Linked DNA regions of Gossypium hirsutum: region 1 is linked to region 2. The links are chromatin contacts, called in public Hi-C maps. All regions are on one chromosome and are shown on one strand. The core of a region is the stretch at or near the end of the contact, and the rest is flanking DNA. Distances in the headings are between cores, read along the strand shown.

The links. Hi-C and Micro-C count contacts between places; a contact is called where the count stands out from the background.
Region 1: a Hi-C map of leaf shows a contact between it and region 2, with 1.9 times the contacts expected there. The contact joins the promoter of LOC107910163 here to the promoter of LOC107910291 in region 2. A contact is called at or near these places in 2 of 34 Hi-C or Micro-C datasets (both in leaf).

The regions. Positions count from the first base shown.
Region 1 is chrD02:31,386,541-31,394,276 of Gossypium_hirsutum_v2.1, reverse strand. It overlaps LOC107910163, which reads right to left and starts at 2,878. Exons shown (of 5, transcript XM_041089345.1): 1 at 2,680-2,878; 2 at 1-128. The coding sequence starts at 42.
Region 2 is chrD02:31,182,539-31,189,502 of Gossypium_hirsutum_v2.1, reverse strand. LOC107910291 (60S ribosomal protein L38) reads right to left here and starts at 5,208. Exons shown (of 3, transcript XM_016838098.2): 1 at 4,956-5,208; 2 at 3,716-3,899; 3 at 3,348-3,563. The coding sequence starts at 4,958. The coding sequence ends at 3,541.

The DNA.
Region 1 (7,736 bases), core at 1,629-4,128, 210 kb before region 2:
AAGCCCATTGCGAAGCTTATGAGATGGGAATCTAGAACCCATCTAGCTTCCTATGTAGAATGCTGGTACCAAAATATCACACAAAAACTACTGCTAACAACTGCGCGCATAAGAAGCTCAAAGCCACCCTGCAAAAACAGAAAGCAGAAAGGGGTTGGTCCATTCGAATGATATAGGAAATATATATATGGGATTTGTCACAGACTAGGTATCAAAAGGTGACTAGCTGATTGACAGGAACGAGGCAAACAACACAAAACATGTATAGCAGTAGAAAGGAGAGCATAGATGAATATCATGCATGATAAAACATAATTATTCAAGCAAAATTTCTTGAACATATATGGAAGCAGCATCAGGGTTTCATACCTAGATTTTATCTAAGATTTTCATTTGTGCTAGTGCAGGAAGATTTTTAGCTAAACAGATAGGATCTTGTATAAGGGCAAAACACAATAATAAGATGAAAATCTGGAGGATGATCAAAGCATTCGATGGCAGAAACATGCAAATTCAATTAGCAGGATCTCAAAGAAGATTAGACAAATTACAACAAACATCAAAATGATTACACCACTGTCACTTAAGGATAGGACTTCTTTTGCCAAATAAAGGATAAGACTTGAAAGCAAGTATCTTTGACAAGAGTTTGACAAGGAAGAATCACATAAACAGAGTCTTATTGTAAAAAAGAAAACGAACTCCATGAAAATTCCAGTTCATAGCAATTAACCAAGAACACTTCCATTATTACAGCTTTTTAGATATACCATTGCTTGCTAAATATCAACACAGAAATAGAAATTAAGATTACTCATTTGACGCTATAAAATCCAAAGGTTCTACGATGTCCCTCAACAGCTTGTTAGATTTAATTTACTTGAGATTATAGCATTACTGTATCACCGTCACAAAGGCAACACAACTTTATTTATAAAACCAAGCAAGTAAAGCACAACAGAAACATGTCCTTGAACAAAGAATCCAAAACAGGGACCAACTCCAAATCTTGGATTAGACGGGCTGACTTCACATTTCAGCACAGCTACACAAACTGGATAAAGAACTGCTTAACTCAATGAATCCCAGAAAGCTTATGACTGAAAAATATTAGTGATCAGGACGGAAAGGGCTTCAAAATGTAACCTACAATCAAACAAAGAACCAAGGTTTGAAGCCCCTACCCCTTTGGCTAACATGGTTGAAAAAATCTGGCAGAAGGACAAGAAAATATTAAATCTCAAGATAAAAGCTGAAGGTATTCAAGAAAAGATAACCACTAGAAAGTTGTGAAACACCTGAAAGGAAAGGAAATAAATGTCATAGCTTTAATTAAATCAAGTAAAAAGGTATAGTTATCCCTACTCACTAAAACAATGAAAGCAAAGCAATACAAACATACTTCCATTGTTAAATTCTTATTATACATAATTTAGTGGAGTCTTAGCCAATAGGAATGTATTCCTTGTAACTCATAAAGCATATGGCATCATATAATGCCAATATATAGATATGCATGCATGTAAATTCAGAGAGTGAGAGAGGAAAACAAGTTCACGAACCAGACATCTATCAAACAACCACATTCAAACCCGGGTAAATATAAACACATCTTGATTTTGTACGGAAGACAATAGAAAGAAAAGGATCTGAAGGCATAGAAGAGAATGAGAATCCAAAGCTGTGAGAAAAATGCTAAAGGAAGGCCGTCTTTATCCCCTATTGCACAGTTTCTTAGGAATTAACAGGATCAATTAAGTCAAAGTACTCATATTTTGATAGAGAATCACCATTTCAAATTTCCATAAAAGCATGTAACAAGTACCATTCCAGTCATCAACCACATAAAGAACCAAAATCAATCACCCAGATCAACATTCAAACAAAATCAAGGAAAGGGGACAAGATCCAATAACCGGCCATAAAGAGCTCCAAAATTATGAGAATTCTTATCCAATATTAGAAAGTTAATCTTTTTACAGTATTTTCTGAAAAAAGAACACAGCCCAAAATGGAATTCCTACTGACTAAAAGATATAGACTTTCACAACTCTCTAAGAAAGGCATCATACAATAAAGAAGACACTCCTACTACATTCAGCTAAAATCTGGAGAACCAATTTTGCAGTCCAAATCAAAGAAACAACGGATACCTATTCTAATTGTTCACCAAGAATTGATCAAATGGAGCAGATCTAAGAAGGAAACTTATATACAAGCTTAATGAGCTCACCTAAAGGAACTTCTCTTTTCTGCCTAGAGTCCAAATTATAAGATTTCGACTACATTTTTAACTTTTTTCAAAAACAAACCAAATGATTGTAACTTTTGTAGTATAAGAATATCAAAACCTTCCATTTTTAACAATAAAAGAAGCAAATTTACAGGCTGAACCACAAAAACAAACGATACCCAGATCTCCATTTGGAGTAAAAGCCAAGAAATTGGGAAGATCTGAGGAAAGAGCAGAGATTAGTGGTGTTTTGTTGGGGTAGAGGACACAACTAAGAAGAAATAAAATGGCAGCATATATATAAAAATAAAAATAAAAGGTAAAGTAAACAAATACCTGAAGTAAAAGAAGAAAGAATCGATGAGGAAATGAGGAGATTTGGAGACATTATGGTTAGAGGAAGAAAAGAAAAACAGACACAGAGAAGAACAGGGAAGAATCCTTACAACAGCAGTCCCACTTTGTCTTTAAAAAGTCCTAAAAGATATTTTTACTGTTATCGTTTGTTGTTCATTTCGTACTCTCATATATATCATAACGCCATATCGCCGCAATTTTTTTTCACTATTTAGTTGTTATAGGAGTTAGCTGTTATTAGGTGAGATGATTTCACGTGAACTCGAAACTCCATGACAAATTCAGTCCATGAAAATTATTAAAAAATTATTTAATAAAATAAAAATTATATTGAAAAAATAGGGTAAACTAAAGAAAACGTCACTCAACTATATTCGTATTCCTGTTTTGATCAATTAACTTTAAAATTTTTCAATTTAGACACTAATGTTTTAATTCGTTTTTATTTTGGTCACCCACCATCAAATTGATTACATAAAGTCCTTTTCTAGTCGGTATAATAACACATTTAGTCTTCAATACTTACTTATTCTATCAACCTAATTATAATTCTAAATAATTCAATAAATTTAACCCTTAATATTTACAAATTCTATCAGTTTTATTCTCAAACTTCTTAACTTATGCTTTCAGCTTTTAAAATAGAGGCATTCCATATCTATTAATTGTTTTATTTATGGTTGAAATTATTCAATTCGATACGTAACCTTTTTTTATATTTGTAAGAAGTTAGTATTAGAATTTAACTAAACATCATTAAAAATAATAGAAAATACAAATTTTAAAAATATAATATATAATAAAATTATATAAATAATTTAATATTTTAAAAAATAAATTTTCACTCTAGCTAGCATAATTTTGTTTTAATTAATTTAGTAAATGATTTTACACTAAATCAGATCATCAGTTATATGTATTGCTGATTGTGGATTTAAAATTTTTAAAAAATAAAAATAAATAAATAACTTAATAATCTCTTAATCAGTTTATAAAATTAAAAAAAATCATTATCAATGTAACAAAAGGAAATTCAATTAATTCTTTCAATTTTTGATTAAAAATACATAATTTTTTTATAATTATTGATTAAACAATTAAATTTTTCAAAGTAATATTTTTAACTCTCGTTTAATTTCAATTTCAAGGACCAACTTCGAGGATTATTTCTATGTACCTCGAAGGAAATATCATATTGTTAACAACAATAATAAATATAAAGTTTTTTTCAGGTTTTTTCATTGATTTAGTCAAAATTTTATCAATCAAAGGATTATAAAATATTATATTTAGAAGAAAACTAATAGAAAAAGAAAAGGAAATAAAGTTTCAAGATAAAATCATTGGTATCAAGAATTGGCTCAAAAAACAGCTCATTAGTTGATAGTGTTATGAATATATTATTAAGTGGATGTCCATCAAAATCACGATAAGTTTGGAGAAGCTTTGTAAATATTCTCATTGATCAATAAAATACGCTCTCTCTTTTTCTCTCCTATTTTCTTTGTTCTTTACTTTCTGTCTTTTTATTTTATAGTACGTTATTAGCACAATTCTCTTTTAATTATTTTTCTCCGTTAGTCACAAAAAATTTTCCCTTTCACCAAGCCTTACCCCTTTCAAGCAACAACCAATGCAATAACCAATCACTCAAATTTGCTACTCAAGCTGTTGTTGATTGCCTTTTAGAGCTACTGTTATTTCAGCCTTCACTTGAGGCATGTGCATTATGGGTAATCATTATGCAAAGAAATTTAATATAATCATTATATGGTATGTTTTTCTCCTTTGTTGATTGATTTTTGGTAAAATTATTTTATGAAAAATATTATTACTTTAAGGTTTCTTTTAAACTATGATTCTTTTATTAAATTATAGTATGTATGATATTTGGATTATTAAAATTGTTCATGATTAAATTATTGTTATTAAATATGCTTGAAATTATTGTATTATATCTTTTAAAATGAATTTATAAATATTTGATTAGAGCATCATAAGATTTTATAACATATATGTGGTATTGAAATTTGATACAATGTGTATAGGATAACTTTTAAGCATCGTACATGAAAATTTTGATTTTGTTTATTAAATAATTTTTTACTATTATATTATAAATGTTATTATGAAAACAAAGTTGTTTTACTACTTGTAATAGTACTCTTGATAATAGTCAAGATGATAATAATAATGTTAAAGAATCTCAGGTATATTTTACTATGATTTATTTATTATATCATGTTTATTATAATTGGAGACTAATCATGATAGATAGATTTTGATTTGAAATCCACGCATATTTTGCGATGGTGATTATGAAATAAAAAATAATGGAGGTGTTTAGAAGTTTGTCCTACCATACTTGTTGCATTCCTCAAAGTGAATACAAACATAAAGAAAATAAAATATATAATCATGGACAACTAAAAGTGGGAATATAGTAATAAATAAGAGAACAATGAGAGTTCTCAAGATAACTCTTCAAAGGGTAAAGATAACTTATATTATTAATGTAATATGAAAGATTATTGGCCAAATATTTTGTTTATGTTAATATTCTTTAAGGAAGAATATGAGAATGTAGTAATGAATTCTATCATTACAGATAGAAAATATTTATCTTATCTTGTACTAAAACAAAAAATATATATTATTTCAATATTTGATAGTACAAAATTAGTTGAAAGCTCCAAAAGAGTTAATATATCAATATCTAAAAGAACAAAATTTGTGATGGTTAATGCATCGGTTTTAAAAGATATTCATTGTAATGGGTTTCATATTGAGATTGTGAATGAGGAAAAAAATTATATTTCATATGAATCACTATTGCCATAAATATCTATTTTGAAAAGATGAAGAAAAAGGGAGGATTGAGTTATTGATTACTCTTGTTATTAAATTGAATTGATTGTGACTATCTTTGTGATCTTCTTTTGTCATCATCCCCACTAAGGGGTTGAAAGCAAAATATTTGACTATGAAAGATCTACTTAAATTCTGGAATAATTTAAAAGAAAAATGTGAGCAATAGAATATGATAATTCTATCTAAAGCTCATCATGGTTGGATGCACCTGAAGTTACAAAATTTTAAAACTGTGAGTATAACCTTACAGTATTCAAAATAAGTTTTCAATTAAAATAACGTGGAAAAATATTACTGATGAGAACCTTACAAGAGAGAACTTATTCAAATTTTCATGATTCAAATGTGCATCTTATTTGTTTATGAAAATGAATATTAACTAATTTATTTATGTTGCTATAGTAGGTTTTATAATTAAATAATATATTTGATTAAAACATATCTGGTATGCAAATTTATATTAACAAACCAATGAATTTTATGGCTATTCAGATTTGATTTAGTTCATATGTTTTATATTATTTTATTTGTTAATTATTTAGAGAAATACCATGAGAAATTGTAAATGAAAAGTTCTATGTGTTAATTGTATTTTGAATTAAATTTCATACATGTTTATGATAATGGTTATGAAAAATTTGCTATTTTTTCATTATGTCATATTTTTATGTTTAAGATGTGGCGTTTATTGATATATTTAAAATATGCTTGTTTCTATACAGGACCTAGGCAATCATTCTTGATATTTAACTGATTATGCAAAACTCTTGTTAAAAGGGTTTTTAAAGTATTTTGAATTGAACTCGAGACTTCTCGCATCCGAAGTAAGAATCATACCACTAGACTAAATACTTGGCATTTGAAGATTTTGACATATTTCTTAAAACAAATATTGCATATAATTATTTGGAAATTATATTTATTGACTTAGTGGCATTATAGACTTCACATTGATTTAGACATTTCCAGTAGTAAATGTCACAATAGTACTTATATGTGAATAAAAAGTAAAAAGAATGATAGTAAAATTATCAATTTATTACAATTTAGTACAATTGAAATGCATGTTGAAGTAAACCAGAAGTTTACTGATATGAATGCATTTACTATTTGGCGTGACCAGTTAGACCATCCTGGGTCATAATTGAGAATTCATATGGACATTCATTAAAGAATTAGAAGATTCTTTAATTTAAAAAATTCTCATTTGTTGCTTGTTCTCAATGAAAATTGATTATTAGAAATTTACTAGCTAAAATTGAGATTTAATGTCTTGCATTTCTGAAATGAATATGAGCTCATTCATCCACCATGTGGATGATTTTGATATTATATGATTTTGGTAAATGCATCTACAAAATAATCACGTATGTGTTATCAACTTGCAACATGTCGTTTGCAAGATTGCTTATTTAAATAATTAATTTCATATCATGCAATTAAGACAATTCATCTTGCTAATACTGATAAGTTTATATCTCAGTCTTTTATTGATTGAGTTTGAAAAACTTTTGTAAAAGTTTGTTATTTATGCGCATAATGGTTTAGAGAAATTGTTGATTGAACACCTCTGATTAATATCTAGACCATTACTTATGAGAACTAAACTTCTTCTTTCAGCATGAGATTATGTTTATTTACATGTTGTACACATCAAGCCGATAAGTTATAAATACTCCCCATTACAATTGGTTTTTGATCAAGATCTAAATATTTCTCATCTTTGAATTTTTGTATGTGCGTATATGTTCCAATTACTCCACCACAATGCAAAAGATGAGTGAATCCTCAAAGAAAGTTGAGAATATATATTAATTACAAGTTTCTTTGTATTATTAGATGTTTTGAATGTATTGGAGATTCAATTATGACATGATTTGTGATTACAATTTTGATTTGATAGTTTTCCCAACATAGGGGGGAGAGAAATATAACTTGTAAAGAGTTAGGGGGAGAGTAATTTGAACCAAAAGTTCAACAAGGATAACTCATTACAAGTTAACTTTTAGATGTATTTACAAATTTAATGAGAATAACCAAGTGTTATATACCATCTAATATTTTAATTTGAATCAAAGTCCCAATAGGACAATCAGTTAGAATAAATAATAGATTGATCGGTTCCAAATATGAAAATTCTTCTAGATGGTCATATAGTGGAGACGGGTACTCTAGAAGAGACCAAAGACATAACTAATAAGTAAAACTCCAAAAGAGATTCAGGTACCTGAAACTGAAAATTAAAATAATGAAAGTAAGAGATCTTGATAAGTTA
Region 2 (6,964 bases), core at 3,959-6,458:
TTTCCATATCCTCCTCAGAAGTTGAGTATCGCAGTCTCTCAAATTGTGTTGCTGAACTACTATGGGTGAAGCAGCTGTTGACTAAAGTTGGTGTCTATCTACAACATACTCTAGTAGTATGGTGTGACAACACCTCCACAATGTCAATTGCAGCCAATCCAACTCATCATGCTAAGGTTAAGCACGTGGAGATTGATCATCACTTTGTTCAAGAGAAAGTTCATGATGGTATCCTGCATGTTAATTTTGTGCCCTCAACAAGTCAAATTGCAGACGTTCTCACCAAACTTATCACTCCAAAGCAGTTTTCTTCCTGTTAGAGTTGTGCGACCCAAATTCTTGTTAAAATAAAATACAGTGGTAAAATAAAATAAAAGTAAATCCATATAAAACTGTACTTCTTTTATTTGACATTGAATAGAATAAGGTTTTACAGCCTTACTACACTTCATCTATTTGACACTGATTAGAAAGGTTTTTCATCATTCAAATAGATGCAATTGAAACTCCTCTTGTATTATTTGAATTCGACATTAATGAATTTTCTTCTCCTCTGCCTGTGGTTTTTCCCGAAAGGGTTTTCCACATAAAATCTGTGTGTTCTATTATTTTTTTATTGCTTTGCAATTGTTCTATATTGCCATTATCGAAGTTAATTCTACACTTCATTTCGAGATGCCTTACGAGTCCTCCCTTTGAGCGATAGTCAACCAAATAGGTCAACATAAGACAAACCGGGAGAATGTTAGAGTAGTAGCAGTCGATTAGTTAGTTTGTTAAAGAAAGGTTAAAGAAGTTAGCAGCTTAGCAACCTTTAATATCATATGTATAAATACAAACCTTAATGAGCTTTGTAAGCAAGATAATGATTCAACCAATCTTCTCTTCATAATTCTTTACTTGTTCAGTATTTCATGGTATAGTCAAATAAATCCAATGGAATATCCTATCCTTCACCAAGTCTAGATTGGTAGAAAGAGGATTCCCAAACTAAATGGCTCGCATTGAAAAAAGACCCTATATATCTCTTTTACACAAGGGACATGGCTTATCAATCTCTTCGCCCACATCACATTTAGTACCTTCTCAGATCTGTACATGTTTCCCCATCTTGCAGAAATTCCTCCCAAATCCATGAATTTGCTGGTTTCTTTTCCATGTTTTCTAGCTCCCGATCCTTGTAGTATTTAGATTTCAAAACATTTTCTATTATGATTCTCATGCTTGTTTTGCTGAAAGGGCTTCATTCATCAATCGTGTCATTAAAATACCCAGTCCATCGTTCGAACGGGCCTACAAAGCTTCTCCTAGCTGCACAAGTGTTGTTTACTTTTTGTCTACCTTATGATAAAAGTTTTAATATTTTAATGTTTTATAATTACTTTAACTTAGGTTAGATGAATATTCGCCTTTGGATAATATTTTAAAACATTTTAAGTTTCAGTGTTAATGATGTGAATATTTTGATTTTTTAATTAAATTTGTAATGTATAATTAATGTTTATAATATTATTAAATGTTTTTATAAATTTTAAAAAAAATTTCCTTTATTTTCAAGGGAAAATGTGTTTTTATGTTATTTTTTGAATTTATATAAAAAACTAAATGAAGAAAATGACTAAAGACATGTAATTATAGGAAAATAAAATATTTATTCAAATTTATCTTTTTAATTTTATGAAATAGTTATAAAAATAATTTTTATAATAAATGTTTATCTTTAATTTTCAACGTCATTTAAAATAATTAATTTCAAAATTACTCATATTATACATAAAAAAAAAGAAGTTCAATTTTATATGAACAAGTATATAATTGAAAAAATTGTAATATATACATTTTTTTTCCTGTCCACAACTAATGGAAAGTTGTGATTAATTTCTTCTTGTTCTCTTTACTCATTTTAAATATAATCAAAGGAAATACATCATTTCCTTTCTTTCCGACTTGAATCCAAGCATAGGGTTAAGTTTATGCGAAAGAATAAGCATTTAATCTTGCAGTAAGTTTGCTATTTTTTTTTTTTTAATTTGGAAGGGTTCTGTTGCTGCGCATGTTTTTATTTGTGCTGCCGCATGACATCGTCCTTAATGCAACGGTTAAAATGTAGTTGTATTAATTTTGAAATTTAGTTATTTAAAAGTTTAAAATTTAATTTTTTAATTTAAAAATTTTATTTCAATCATTATCACTGTTGATAATTTCTGTAAAAATTTATCAATTTATTTATTTTCTATCAATCATATGTCACATGATATGAATACGGCCTAATCAATATACTAAATTGATAAATTTTGAGACAAAATACTAACAAGGTAAATGATTCGACTAAGTTTTTAGATAAAAAAAAAGTAAGACTTAATTTTTAACTTTACATAGGCTAAAACTTAATTTTTACAAAGTACAGAAACTAATTCATATTTTTAACCAAATGCATTTTACATTAGTGTAAAATTAAAGTAATTTATCGTACTTTTCATAGCACATTTTGTCTTTGTACTTGTCATGAATACATCTTTATCATATTTATTAAAAATAGTATACATTAGTATATATTTAATGATAGAAAATTTCTTACATAAAACAAATAATTATTAGATTTAATCCTCAACACTTTCATTATATTTTAATTTAGTTCATATTTGACATATATAAATATTTTAAACACATTTAATCTTCAACACTTACATTATATCAATCTAATTCCAATTATAAATATTTCAACAAATTTAACCCACGGTTTTGATCTTGAAACACATCTTCATAAAAAATTGAAATTATACTTTTGCATGTGAAAACTAATGGTTCACTGTTACTGATGACGTTTTGAAAACATAACTGGAAGAAGACCACAAGAAATTTAGTCCTCAACCAGTTTAGAGTCTCGAAATACAAGACGACCCTCGTCATCAACTGTTTTACTAGTTTTAATTCTGATATGCGTTTAAGGATGAAATTGTTAAAATTTATAAATATGGAAGGTTAAATTTGTTGAAATATTTAGAATTAAGATCAAATTGATTGAATATACCAATTTTGAGGACTAAATGTGTTATAACACAAAATTAAAAAAAAAAACCCTCTTTAATAGAGAATAACCAGAACAAAAACATCCCAACCAAAACAGAAAATTTAAATAAAACCTACAATTGATCCAAACCAAATATACTTAAATATTTTCTTCCTTGGCTCATCAATCGACTATGCATCTGATATGAATATGTTCAATTTTTTCGTATTTAGAAAATATCCATACTCATATCTGGATAGACACAAGTCTAAACAACATAAACTTGCAGAAGTGAGAGATCTTCAGTTTTCCAGAAGATGAAAAAACATAGAGCATAGGACAACCAAAAGCAAAACACATTCATTAACCATTAAAAAGTAACTCGACCTTACTCATATCCATAAAAATAACCAGAATACAAATCCATTACAGTAAATTTTGAGTTTGAAAGGCATGAAATATGATAAAAGCAAAGTCAAAATCTAGCTTTCACCTAGTAATTGGATGATAAACTCGAAGCGGCCCTATTTTCACAGGTCCTGGACACTCAAACCTGCAAGCCCAAGCCAAAAGAGAAATGCGGTCAAGAACAATGGTTTGTTTCTGCTACTTATCTAGCATTTATGATTTTAACATTTTATTTGTTCATTCCGCTAGTTCAATCCAAAAAAGAAAAAGGCTCTGCAAACATGTATGGTTTTTTACCTGGAGGAAGAGACTGCTTCAACTTATCAGCCTTCTCAGCATCGGACACACAGTGTGTATACAAGTACTTTGAGCAGCGAACTTTGAACTTGACAAAGTCTTTGCTCTTCTTGATTTTTACAGAGCGTGCATCTTTCCTTCTGGCAGTGAGAAGGAAGTCCTTGATCTCATGAATTTGCTTCGGCTGCACAAAAGAAAAAACATTCATTTAATACAGAAACCTATAAAATAAACCAGTGCTTGCATATGAGCATTAGATACAGGATTGAGTAACAACATATGCGAGTACTTTAACTTTTATGCTAGGTTCAACCATCTCATTTCCACTGACCATTCCAATTACTACTGACTTTTTTTCTCATTATCTATACAAGTCCTTTGATGACATTGCAATTATGAAATAAATGGACATAAATTGATTGATCGCATTACATACTTCCTTGTGATATTGGTTCCAGCCACTGGTATGTATCTATATCTTGGATTCACATAATCAGCTAAAAGGTATTCAAAATTTTGATAAGGATACATGAACCTTATAACAATGTCTAAAAGCATTTAAATGGTACAACCTATCATACCAATGAGGAGTCAGACCCGAGCATGGAAATTATTATTCAAGAGTCTATACAACCAGAAATCCTAAGATGGATCAAATGGTAAGGAGAAAACACCAAGATGGAAACAATAAATCATTCAACAGCAGACAATCGATTCATGTTAAAAACACGAACAACTGATACAATGATTGAAGTTTCTTACAAATTCATTATCCTAGAACTTGTAGAACCTCAAAACAACTTGATCTTTTAATACAAAGAAAAACACTTTCATATTAACTTGCAAAGTTCCAGCAAAGCGCTTAAAAAAACACCTGTGCTAAATAGAGGCATTATACTTTGTACATGAACAAATTTGCAAAATAATTCATCCAAAAATAATTGAACAATGCAAATTGAGAAAACTATCAACTGAAAGTGATAGTTATCACAGTTCTGAAATCTCTAGAACACGTAAAGCCAAAAAAAAAAAGCCCCTCAGTTACCTTCCTAAACACAAATTCAAAAGAAAAATTGAAATCTGCATCAAGGAAGCCAAAAAAACAGAACAACACAAACCAAGAACAAGCATCTGAAGCATAAATTATCATCAGAAAATACAACTATGACAGATAGAGCATCAGAAAAGAACAGATTCAGAGATCTAAGGAGATGATTGAAGAGAGAAAATCCGGTTTTACCATTTTCGGTAGAAGCTTTGTGGAGAGCTTCCTGACTTCTGTAAAACACAAACAAGAAGATAGCACCAAACCCTAATTTCTTCTATATTCAATTAATATATAGGCCCATGACAAAACCCTAGAAAATTTCCCTTGTAAATTATAAATGTTTATCGGGCAGGCTTTAACTATTGGGCTACAAATGGAATAACATTGCTTAGTTGGTTATAGCTGAAGCTTAGAGAAAGAAGACAATTGGGTTTAAGCCGGACTCAAACCTAAATTGGACCGGATTTTATATTTATTAAGAAAACACATTCAAATTTTTAGTTTTTTATTTTAAAATTTTTTATTTTATTTTAATAGTCAATTATACTTTAAAAATTATAAATATAAAATTTTTTTTTTCTTAACATTATAAAACCAGTCTCAAAGGTTTAATGGACCGGGTTTAAGCTTTGCTTATGGAGGATGACCAAGAGCGAGTGTGAAAAATTTGTTAACCAAATTGTTAAGATCAATAACCACTTTTTTTACTTTGTAATTTAATTACTCTTTTCCATTATCCATACAAAGTAGAGAGAGTAGGGTAAATTATTCCAATAACCCCTAAATTTTGTTTAAATTTATATTTTGATCATTTAACTTTTAAAAGTTATATAATAATCATTAACGTTATTAAGTTGTTACATTTTGGCCACTTGTCTGTTGACTTTTTTAAGAGGATAACGTGACACGGTAATTCAAAGGGTTAATAATTAAATTGTCCCTTGAATTATAACTAAAATATCATTTTGATACTTTTAAAATTGTTCTTAAAAATATTTAAATTACAAAAATAATTAAAATCTATAAAAAATTAATACAAATTCTAAAAATATTAAAAAATTTCCCAAAAATAAAAATTATTTGAAAATTCATAAAATAATTATTAAATAATCCATTCACAAAAATAATAATTTTCTTTTTTGATGGGATTTAATTCCCGTTAATGAAAGTTAATAGACGAGTGGCCAAAATATAACAACTCGATAATGTTAGTGACTATTACATAACTTTTAAAAGTTGAGTGTTAAAATGTAATTTTAAACAAAGGTTAGGGACTATTGGTATGATTTTTTTTATTTTTTAAAGTTACAACCACAAATAATTATTATTCAAATAAATTAGAATTAATCATTATAAAGCACAAATCTAACTAACAATTATAATATATCCTGACTTAGATTAGAATAACTTTAGATTGGGCTCAATTTTTTGAAACTATAAACTTCGATATTTTGGAATACTAATCCTCCTAATAGATGTACCAATTTTTAGCTTGGAGTATCCTTATTCAAGCCATGTACTAATACTTACCTCACTAGTTACAAGTTTATGGCTATTGTTTGCGAAGGTATTGGAACAAGAGTTTGAGTTCCAATACTCAAATCAAGAGGTATAATACTCAAGCCCATATTTCCAATTTTTAGGTTGAAATATAACATCCAAACATACATCAAAATGTAACTAAATGTACTAAATATGCATCCAACGCAATACCAACACATTGGATGTAACATCCCTAACCCGTCTCCGTCACCGGATTAAGGTTACTGGATGCTACGACGATTAACAAGTCCAATAATAAATCAAAACAATTAAGAGTTTAATTTAATCATCATAAATCAATAGCCAATCATTATTCATAGTATATATGTGAAAACAGAACTTAAATCGGGCCTACGGAACCTAAAAATCAATTTAGAAACAAGTAAGGACTAATCTGAAACAAAACAGAAAAATATGGAAAACACGACCATGTGACATGGCTGAGGCCATGTGGTGCCACTCTACACGCTTGTGTCCTCAAACCGTGTACAATTTGAAAATAGGGTCACACGACTATGTTGCCAGGCCGTGTAACATTCTTGAACTGTGTGAAAAATCCTGCACTTAAAATTTAATAGACCACATGGCCGTGTGGGGTGACCGTCTGTGGCACACGGCCGTGTGATAGTCCGTGTGCACCAAAAATGACTTCAAAATCA